Linked DNA regions of Danio rerio: region 2 is linked to region 1. Evidence: chromatin contacts called from public HiChIP or PLAC-seq data. All regions are on one chromosome and are shown on one strand. The core of a region is the stretch at or near the end of the contact, and the rest is flanking DNA. Distances in the headings are between cores, read along the strand shown.

The links. HiChIP or PLAC-seq counts read pairs in DNA pulled down with a chosen protein or histone mark.
Region 2: a contact with region 1 is called in an H3K4me3 HiChIP or PLAC-seq map of gastrula embryo, with 2.8 times the contacts expected there. The contact joins the promoter of cdkn1ba here to the promoter of ncaph2 in region 1. A contact is called at or near these places in 6 of 18 Hi-C or Micro-C datasets (caudal fin, embryo, hematopoietic stem cells and 1 more) and 2 of 4 datasets of contacts at active chromatin or transcription factors (embryo and gastrula embryo).

The regions. Positions count from the first base shown.
Region 1 is chr4:19,031,253-19,035,676 of GRCz12tu, reverse strand. It overlaps ncaph2 (non-SMC condensin II complex, subunit H2), which reads right to left and starts at 2,157. Exons shown (of 19, transcript NM_001044991.1): 1 at 2,065-2,157; 2 at 1,075-1,204; 3 at 883-984; 4 at 451-512; 5 at 261-336; 6 at 122-187. The coding sequence starts at 1,182.
Region 2 is chr4:19,185,476-19,189,959 of GRCz12tu, reverse strand. cdkn1ba (cyclin dependent kinase inhibitor 1Ba) reads left to right here and starts at 2,647. Exons shown (of 3, transcript NM_001013268.1): 1 at 2,647-3,346; 2 at 3,424-3,541; 3 at 3,968-4,484. The coding sequence starts at 2,896. The coding sequence ends at 3,536. It overlaps cdpf1 (cysteine rich DPF motif domain containing 1), which reads left to right. Exons shown (of 4, transcript NM_001025527.2): 4 at 216-543. The coding sequence ends at 344.

The DNA.
Region 1 (4,424 bases), core at 908-3,407:
TTCTTTATCTTTTTCCCCCAAAACAAATCAACCAAATAAACCAAACTACAAGCATGAACAGATTCAGACAAAGCTTCTGGACACAAACACAGGTTCTAGAAAGCAATATAACCATGCTTACCTCTGTTGGATCTTTCATTGTAATATTGTGAGTGTTGACATTCTCATCCTGCTCAATCTCATCAAACTGCACAAAAACACACAATTACTCACAATATAACCACATATTTAAAGTTATCAAATGTTGATCATTTACACACCTCACAACCATCGCCTTCGCTTCCCGAAGGAGCTTGTTCTTGGTTTCCATCTGATGAAGAACCTTGTTTATCACGTCTGTTAGGAAAAAACAAGCAACATTACACATAAAGAATAAACAGAAACTGGAGGTCAATTATTATTATTATTATTATTATTATTATTATTATCTTTTTTTTTTCAATCACCTACTTTTTGTTTTTATTAGAGATGTAGTCCAATGTTTGGAACACCAGAGTGTGAAGGAGCTCCACCTAAATGTTCACAGCAAATTTCACCATTAATCTTGGGACAGATTTATTTAAGTTTTACAAACAATTTTAAAATCACATTTGATTATGAAACACATTGACTGCATACATAAACAAAAACACTTAAAATTGCAATACTGTATTTTGTGTTATTTTATTATTTATTTTATTGAACCTACAGAAAAATAAATAAATTAAATAAAAATAAATGAATTACACGTGTTAACATGTTGCATTTGTTTAGAAATGTGATTCTGAAACATATTGAGGATTAAAATGTGCAAAATGAAATGGTTCCCTGTTAATAACATGATCACAATTGGAAAATGTGAAATTCTAGTACATTTCTCTTTTGATTGATCAAACATTGTACCTTTCTGCCATAGATGCATGTTGATCCTTGAATCAAAAGTGCAGCCTCTGCAAAGTTCATCATGGTCTTTCCACCATCAAATGAAATAGTCATCTGGTCCAGCTGTCAACAACAAAAACAACAGCAATAATATGAAAATCTGCACATTCAAAACATTAAGGTAATTCTCAATCAGACTGTATGTTTTCTCACCTCCTCGAGATATTCTCCAAGCTGGCTGGCCAAGTCTATGTCCCAGTTCTTGGTGAGGTCCCGCAAGGGTTGCAGTAAATGGGCATATCTTGTCTCCACAGAGTCCATGACCAAGTACTTTCAAAATACGCTGAAATACACATTTTTTACCAGACATTTTCAATTAAAGTATATAAAACTTAATCATAAGTGACTAACATCTAACAAAATGTGTGATTTTAGACTGCTGTAATAATACAAGTTTTATTATAGTAAAAATGTAATAACCATGGTACTTTTGGAATTTGGCTTATCATTTGTATAACCATAATTTTGCTGCAAGTACCATGGTTTAATTATGATTAGAAAAAAGCATTGTGGATTTACAATAATCAAATTTTAATTACAACTGTATGTATTTGCTTTATAAGTAGTAAAGTATGATTAAAAGCATGGTTTGCCAAAAAAATGAACAAGTATTCATGTATACAAACCTTGATGATTTTCTTTCTTTTGCTGAACACAAATGAAGATTTTGAACGCTGAAACCCTGTAACCATTGACTTCCAGAGTAGGAAACACAAATACTGTAAAAGTCAATTGACGTTTAATAGTTGTTAATATTTACAGGTTTCCAGCTTTCTTTAAAACGTCTTCTTTTGTGTTTAACAGAAGAAAGAAACTCAACGAGTTTGGAACACGTGAAGAGAGAGCAAATAATGACATATTTTAAATCTGTTTACATCGAAAGAACCCATGTCGATTTACTGAATCACAGTAAGTGTAACGTTAAACACTAACGTTAAATGCTAACTGTCTTATAAACACATGCGCACGCATAATAAAGCGATCTGTATTATGTGAACATAAAAATACGCATTTCAAGATAACAATTCAGAATCTGTGTTAAACTATAAGCTATACTGAATTCCAGTATTTTACACATTAGTAAGAGTGAAATGTAACATAACTGAAGATCCAGCAAGGCGATAATAATATCAATATGCTCACCTTTAACAAGCGGACAAGCAATGGCTCTTGGCTAGAAATGATCTTCTGTGTGCGTACTTCGAAAAATATAGAGTTTATACTATAAAATTAGGCAAAGTATCAAAATCTAAATTTAAGGGAAATACCGCGGGTACGTCATTTTTGTTTTTGCCGCGTGCGTGACGTCAGACAAGACTTCTGCAAAACTGCCGCCCCCTATTGATTTGGAGGTGTATCGTCTGTGTCCACTATAACTTACAGGCCATTTTTAACTAATGATAAAAAACGTATTATATATTACGTTTATCTTACATCAAAGACATTTTTTGTACAACTATGAGCAGACAATTTAATGAAAGTGTAGCTTAAATATGTATAAAAAAGTCTTATTGGCTAGTGTAAGTATCTGCAGTGACCAGAAGAGGTAGCTATAACACAGCCAGATATAATTCGTTTTGTTTGTTATAAGATTAACTCCAGAGAAAATGAACAATTATAGTAAATCAATTTGATTGCATAGAACCTCTTTATAAAAGAATAGAAGCTTTTTTTTCAAACCAAATCAGTACTTTAGACCACATCAACCATTTCCTGTTGATTAACTATTACATTTTTATATAGGTTTGAGTTATTTATTTATTACTTTTTCATTCATTTTTTTTTAGCTTAGTCCCTTTATTAATCTGGGGTCGCCACAGCGGAATGAACCGCCAACTTATCCAGCAAGTTTTTACACAGGGGATGCCCTTCCAGCCGCAACCCATCTCTGGGAAACATATACACCCATTCGCACTCAGGCACTACGAACAATTTAGCCTACCCAATTCACCTGTACCGCAAGTTTTAGGACTTGATGGGGAAACTGAAGCACCCGGAGGGAATCCACGCAAACGCCAGGAGAACATGCAAACTCCACACAGAAATGTCAACTGACCCAGTTGAGGCTCGAACCAGCGACCTTCTTGCTGTGAGGCGACAGCTCTACCTAATGCACCACTGCATCGCCTTATTTATGACTTCATTTATATTATTTATTTTTATTCAATTTCAATAATATAATTAAATAATTATAATATCAATAGTAATAGTGGTATAATATTAATTAATTTTTAATAAAATCCTTTAATTTTAAGTTGAAAAACTGCATCTACATACATATACAGTCTATAATTAAATAATACACATACATACATACATACATACATACAGGTTAAGTCAGAATTAATAACGCCCCTGTTTATTTTTTCCCCCCATTTCTATTTAATGGATATAAAAAAAATTCCAACACATTTCTGAACATAACAGTTTTAATAACTCATTTCTAATGACTGATTTCTTTTATCTTTGTCATGATGACAGTAAATAATATTTGACTAGATTTTTCTCAAGGCACTTCTATACAGCTTAAAGTGACATTTAAAGGCTTAACTAGGTTAATTAGGTTAACTAGGCAGGTTAGGGTAATAAGGCAAGTTATTGTATAACGATGGTTTGTTCTGTAGTCTATCGGGAAAAACCTAGCTTAAAGAGGCTAATAATTTTGACCTTAAAATGGTTTTTAATTTGTTTGTCTTTGAGGTAGTTTGAAAGAATTGGCCCCAATACATGAGCTCATTTGTCTTATTTTGACTGCTATGCCATCATAAATTGTAAAAATAAGGCTTCCAATGAGTCCAAACAATTATTATAATCCAAAATGCAGCTATGCAAGAAAACATACACTATGACTAAAGTAAATTTTTACTAAGTAGCCCAGCTTGAATCTTGGACCTTATTCTTGAAAGAAAAACAAAATACCAATAAAAAGGCATGAAGGACCAAATGTGACCCATGTTAAAGTTCATTTTTATACTAATTAGGCCATATTTGTTACCCATGAATGTACAAACTGTACTTTTTTTTACAAAAGAGAAAAGAGACTTTAATTTTTTTATTATTCAGAAGGCCAAATACTGACTGAGGAAAGTTGAATGTGCTGGCCAGTTTGTTGTTTGCCTAATAAATGACAATAGGCCACAGTTTTGATTTTTGTTTCTTTAAACCTGTAACTTTAACTCCTTTTTTCTAATAATTCTGTACACGATGCAATACATTTGTTTTTACAAATAAGCATTTTTTTCATATTTTTTATTCTAAATATTTAGCAAATGTTTTTGGTACCTTAAAAAGAGTGGTTATGATGACTACCTGACAAGCTAATCCAACTAAAAATGGTGCTTAAAATGTGACAAAAAATGCTGTATTTTGACCTTATAATTAAACAGAACATAAGGCAAATAACTGCAAAAAGAAAGAAAAAAGAACCACCCTTTTAACCAGGCTGGGTACAGGCTTAAATAATGAAGTGACTGATAAAAAAAAAACACAAGAAATAAGAAGTG
Region 2 (4,484 bases), core at 1,398-3,897, 150 kb before region 1:
AACTGCTGGATGCTGCATTTTGGCAAGAAAGAAATGGAGATGGAGGAAATGAGTAAGTGAAGTTAGAATGTCCAAAAAAAAAGCTAAAGCGTTTCCAAATGCACAATGAGCTTTATTCACATGCATCGTCTTGCCTTTAATGACTGAATTGTGTGCGTGTATAGTGTTGAAACGGTATAGTCACTAAGGCAGAGTTTTGTTCGTTTTACCCACAGGACTGCAGTTTGTTCTACACCAAGCGCTTCTGCTTGCCTTGTGTGCGGGAGCACCTCGATCAGTTTCCAGAGCAGGTTCAGAACGAGCTGCTGAGGAAGAAGAGCGTCCAGAAGAGCACGTCCTCATGATAATTGATTTCATGTGATTATATTCATTTATGATCAGATCAATGAAATGAAAGTGTGAGTGATGATAAAGTTTGATTTTGTGGTTGTGCTCGTATGAAGCAAGTTTGAGCAGCAGAGCATCTGTTGAATGTGACCGTTTATGGTGTTTACACAATATTTTGTAAGTGACAAGAGTGTTAAATAAATAGTGTGAAGAAGATTTTCTGACTCACTGCTCATGTTTCTACACACCACTTGTCTTAGTGGTCATGATTGGACAAATCACAGTTTTGTGTTTGTGTGTACCAGTCGTAGGTGAGCCTAGAACCCATTGCTGAATGATCTCCAAACTCCTGCACTACCCCTACACCAAAAGGAAGACCTGCACGACTCCAGCCTGTGGAAGCCTTGAGTGGAATGAGACTGATCTTCAGAAGCGCCGGTAAGAATATAAATAGAAGTTCCAACTCATCATAAGTGTGAGGAGATCTGTGGCTCAGCGGCATGAGCACTGGCACACCATGCCAGAAAGCGCTGGTTCAAGTACAGCAAGATCTCCGAACGAAGAGGAGGCATGGGCCACAGCAAAGACAGAAGGCTGGAAGGGCAGACGAATGGATCCATGGGGCCCCAGAGCGAAGCAGTGGAGTGGATGGAGACAGTCAGCGGTGGATCAGGTGAAGTCAACCAACGATGGATCGCACACACACAGAGGACTGGACCAAATCTGGAGCAACACAGCATGGAAGGACACAACAAGTGGTGAGATGACACAGCGGAGCATAAACCCAGAAACCACCCAAAGAAAGAAGAAGGGGGGGCCGTGACCGTGGCCCCCCCCCGAGGTTTCGGAGCGTTGATCCGCCGCGGTTATGCTTTAGAGTGTTCCGGAAGCAAGGCCAAAATTTGCTAAAAATTTGCTAAAAATGCCAAAAATGACTTAGTAAAAAAAATTTTACTGAAAAAAAATCCAAAATTTGCCAAGCCACCCTCACACAACCACCTACCTAAATATATATATATATATAAAATACACATAATAATAAACAATAATAAAATACTTGTTTTGTTTTTTTTCTCCTCCCTCCCCCTCATGAATATTTATAAAAGTAAACATTGCTAATTTTAGCCAAAAAAAATTGAAAATAATCTCCCCTTAAAAAATGCTGAAAACAGTACAAATTTCAAACTACCTGAACAATTTCTCCCCAAAAAAAATCTTTAATCAATTACATACATTACAAAAATTCCAATGCATAAAAATTACACAATCAACAGAACTCCAGGAACACATTTCCACATCCCAGCTACTGCACCAAAAAACGTCATGAACTAAATTTCATCCATTACAAAACCACTAGATGGCGACAAACTCATACTTAAAGCAATTGGCCTTTCCTACTGCAATTCAGTCAAAACCAGGAAAACTTGTAACAAACTTTCCTTCCCTGATTTGCACACTTTAGCTCACATCTTTCTACGCAGTAATTGTTGAACCATCGGACAAATTAGACAATTACTCACGACAAAGCAGTAACCATCAATTGTGTACAACTCTACTAATTACTTGTTTTACAGAACATGCCATTACCGATAAGGCACCAGCCAACTCAACTCACACTTGGCCGACATAAACGCATCGCACCAACCTTCTAAGAGTCAGTTCGATTGATCCCCCCCTTTATATCTATCATCTTCTACTACACTGTACGTCTACAGCTTTCACGTAAATGGAACTGGTCCAACAAAGTCTTGGAAAAAAAGGGTCAAAAATCATATTGCTTTTCTTCCATACAACCAAAACTCATTCTGCAGATGTGTTGCCAGATCACTACAGCTTTTAAACATTGACATATTCGCCGTTGTACCCGTTTAGAAAGCACACAATTTTCCCTTTTTATCATCTTTATTGATTCTCAGTAATGACTTTCATTAAATGATTACAAATGCATGGCAGGTTGAGCGTGCGCTTACATTTCACTCAGTGTCATCGTTAGGTGTTCACCATAACTCAATTGTGGGAATAAAACACCTCGTTTTGCCATGTACACACGTTTATCGAGTCTTCGCAAGCATGCATGACATTTCCAGGCAGGCGATTCTGACTTTCGCACTTGCTCTAAATCAAACCGTTCTTCTTCTAACCGCTTACAACTGTTGCTGACTTCGCTCGCACGCTTTTTAACCCTTTCTTTCCTGACTTTTCTTTTTCCTGCTGACGATTAGCGGACATGGCGACTCTGCTGTTTGTATAGTTTTTCGTCGATGGGCGGGGCGCGCGCTCCGACCTCCAATCGCGAGCTTCTTCTGTTTAAATAGCCTTCGCTGTCAATCTTTTTCCCCCTGCCAGTTTTATTTGCGATCGCCATATTGGGTGCTCGAACGACTTGTCTGTTTTCCTCGGAATTACTACGACGGGGATCGCCGTTTTCATGACTCGTTCGCCGCTCGCGCGCGTTCGCCTTTCCGCGTTTGTTATGCGTGCGCCCTGCGCCTCGCTCCGCGTTCTCGGGAGGGATTGCTCTTAGTTACGCCGCGTCTGCGATTCTCGGACAAACTTTTCACGTGCGAAATGTCAAAAGTGCGCGTCTCCAATGGAAGTCCGACGCTGGAGCGAGTGGACCCCAGGCAGGCGGATCACGGCAAGCCGCCTGTCTGCCGAAGTCTCTTCGGCGCCGTGGACCGCCAAGAGTTCGCCAAGGATGTACGGGAGCAAATGCGGGAGATCGAGAGAGCGTCCGCGGAAAAGTGGAATTACGACTTCGCCGAAAACCGACCGCTCGCGCCGGGCGACTACGAGTGGCAGGAGGTGGACGCCGACGAAGTGCCGGACTTTTACACCAGACCCCCTCGCGTAAAACGGCCCTCTTCGGCCGGGACTGTGGATCATAACGGGAACCACGATTATTTCTTGACGGCTCCCTCTCCGTCCCCGGAGAGCGGAGCGGGGAACTCCGAACGCGCGGACGCCGGGAACCGCTCGCTCAGCACGCCGAGGAAACGACCGTCGACGGAAGATCAGGGTAAATGTTTCGCGGCTCGGACGTCTCTCCGTTCGCGAAAGCGACCTTTTCTAACACCATCTACGTTCTCCCAATAGATGATCTTCGCCGAAGCAAAAGACCCAGCGTCCACGCGAGCGAGGCCGACCCCTGTCCGGACGCGACGAGCTCGCTCGAGCGCGCTCCCTGCGAACCGGACCCCAAAACGTAAAGGAGGTGAGTGAGTGAGTGAGTGAGTGAGTGAGTGAGTGAGTGAGTGACTGAATGACTGAGTGAGTGACCGACCGTGCGTCCCGTTCTTTTCTTTTGTGAACGGGAGAGCCGCTTGTTTTCTCACGCGCCGATAAGGTCTGTTATCTGACGCTTGAAACTCTTTCAAAAGCGAGGGCGCGTTCTGTCACCGCGCGAGTGACAGCGCGCTCGGATGGGACCCAAATGCATAACATTGTAGTAACACGTCAGCAGGTCTCTTGTAGGGCGTACGGGCGGGGGAGTAGGGGGAGGGGGTCCGGGTTCGTCATCCGCGCACAAACCTCCTCGCTTTATGTCTGTTTTGAGGACCGAACGTGCCTCGCGTGTGTCACATTTCAGCACATGCGTTTCCTTCGCTAATCTGCTTTCTCCCTCTTCTTCCCTGCACAGATACGCCGAGAAGCCCGCCCTCACCATCGACTACTTCGCCAGCCTTGCCAAGTAAACGGGGACAGACGGCGCTTCCAAAATACAAATCGAGCCTCGGAGGGGCTGAATAAGCACTGAATTTTTACACTAAACTTTTGGCACTCGACAGATTTTATATTTGCCTCAAAAGCAGACGATGTAGCAGTATGCGATTGGAGTTGCTTCGTTTCTTCTTTTACTACCTATGTATATATATATATATATTTTTTTTCTTTTTATAATGTAGCACGTTTTCGTTTCATGTTCATGTCAAAGCAAAACGCGATCCTTCACTAATCCACCGCGCTTCACTTTAAGAATTGCTGCGCGGTTTTTCAAACGCATCTCCCGAACGAACCGTTTTAAAGTAGCCCACATATCCCTATGGATGGATGGATAGATAGACCGTCTGTCAGACACACACACACACACACACACACACACACACACGCACACACACATTAGGAGCATCTTTCCACTGCTCTCGATTTTGCCTGCC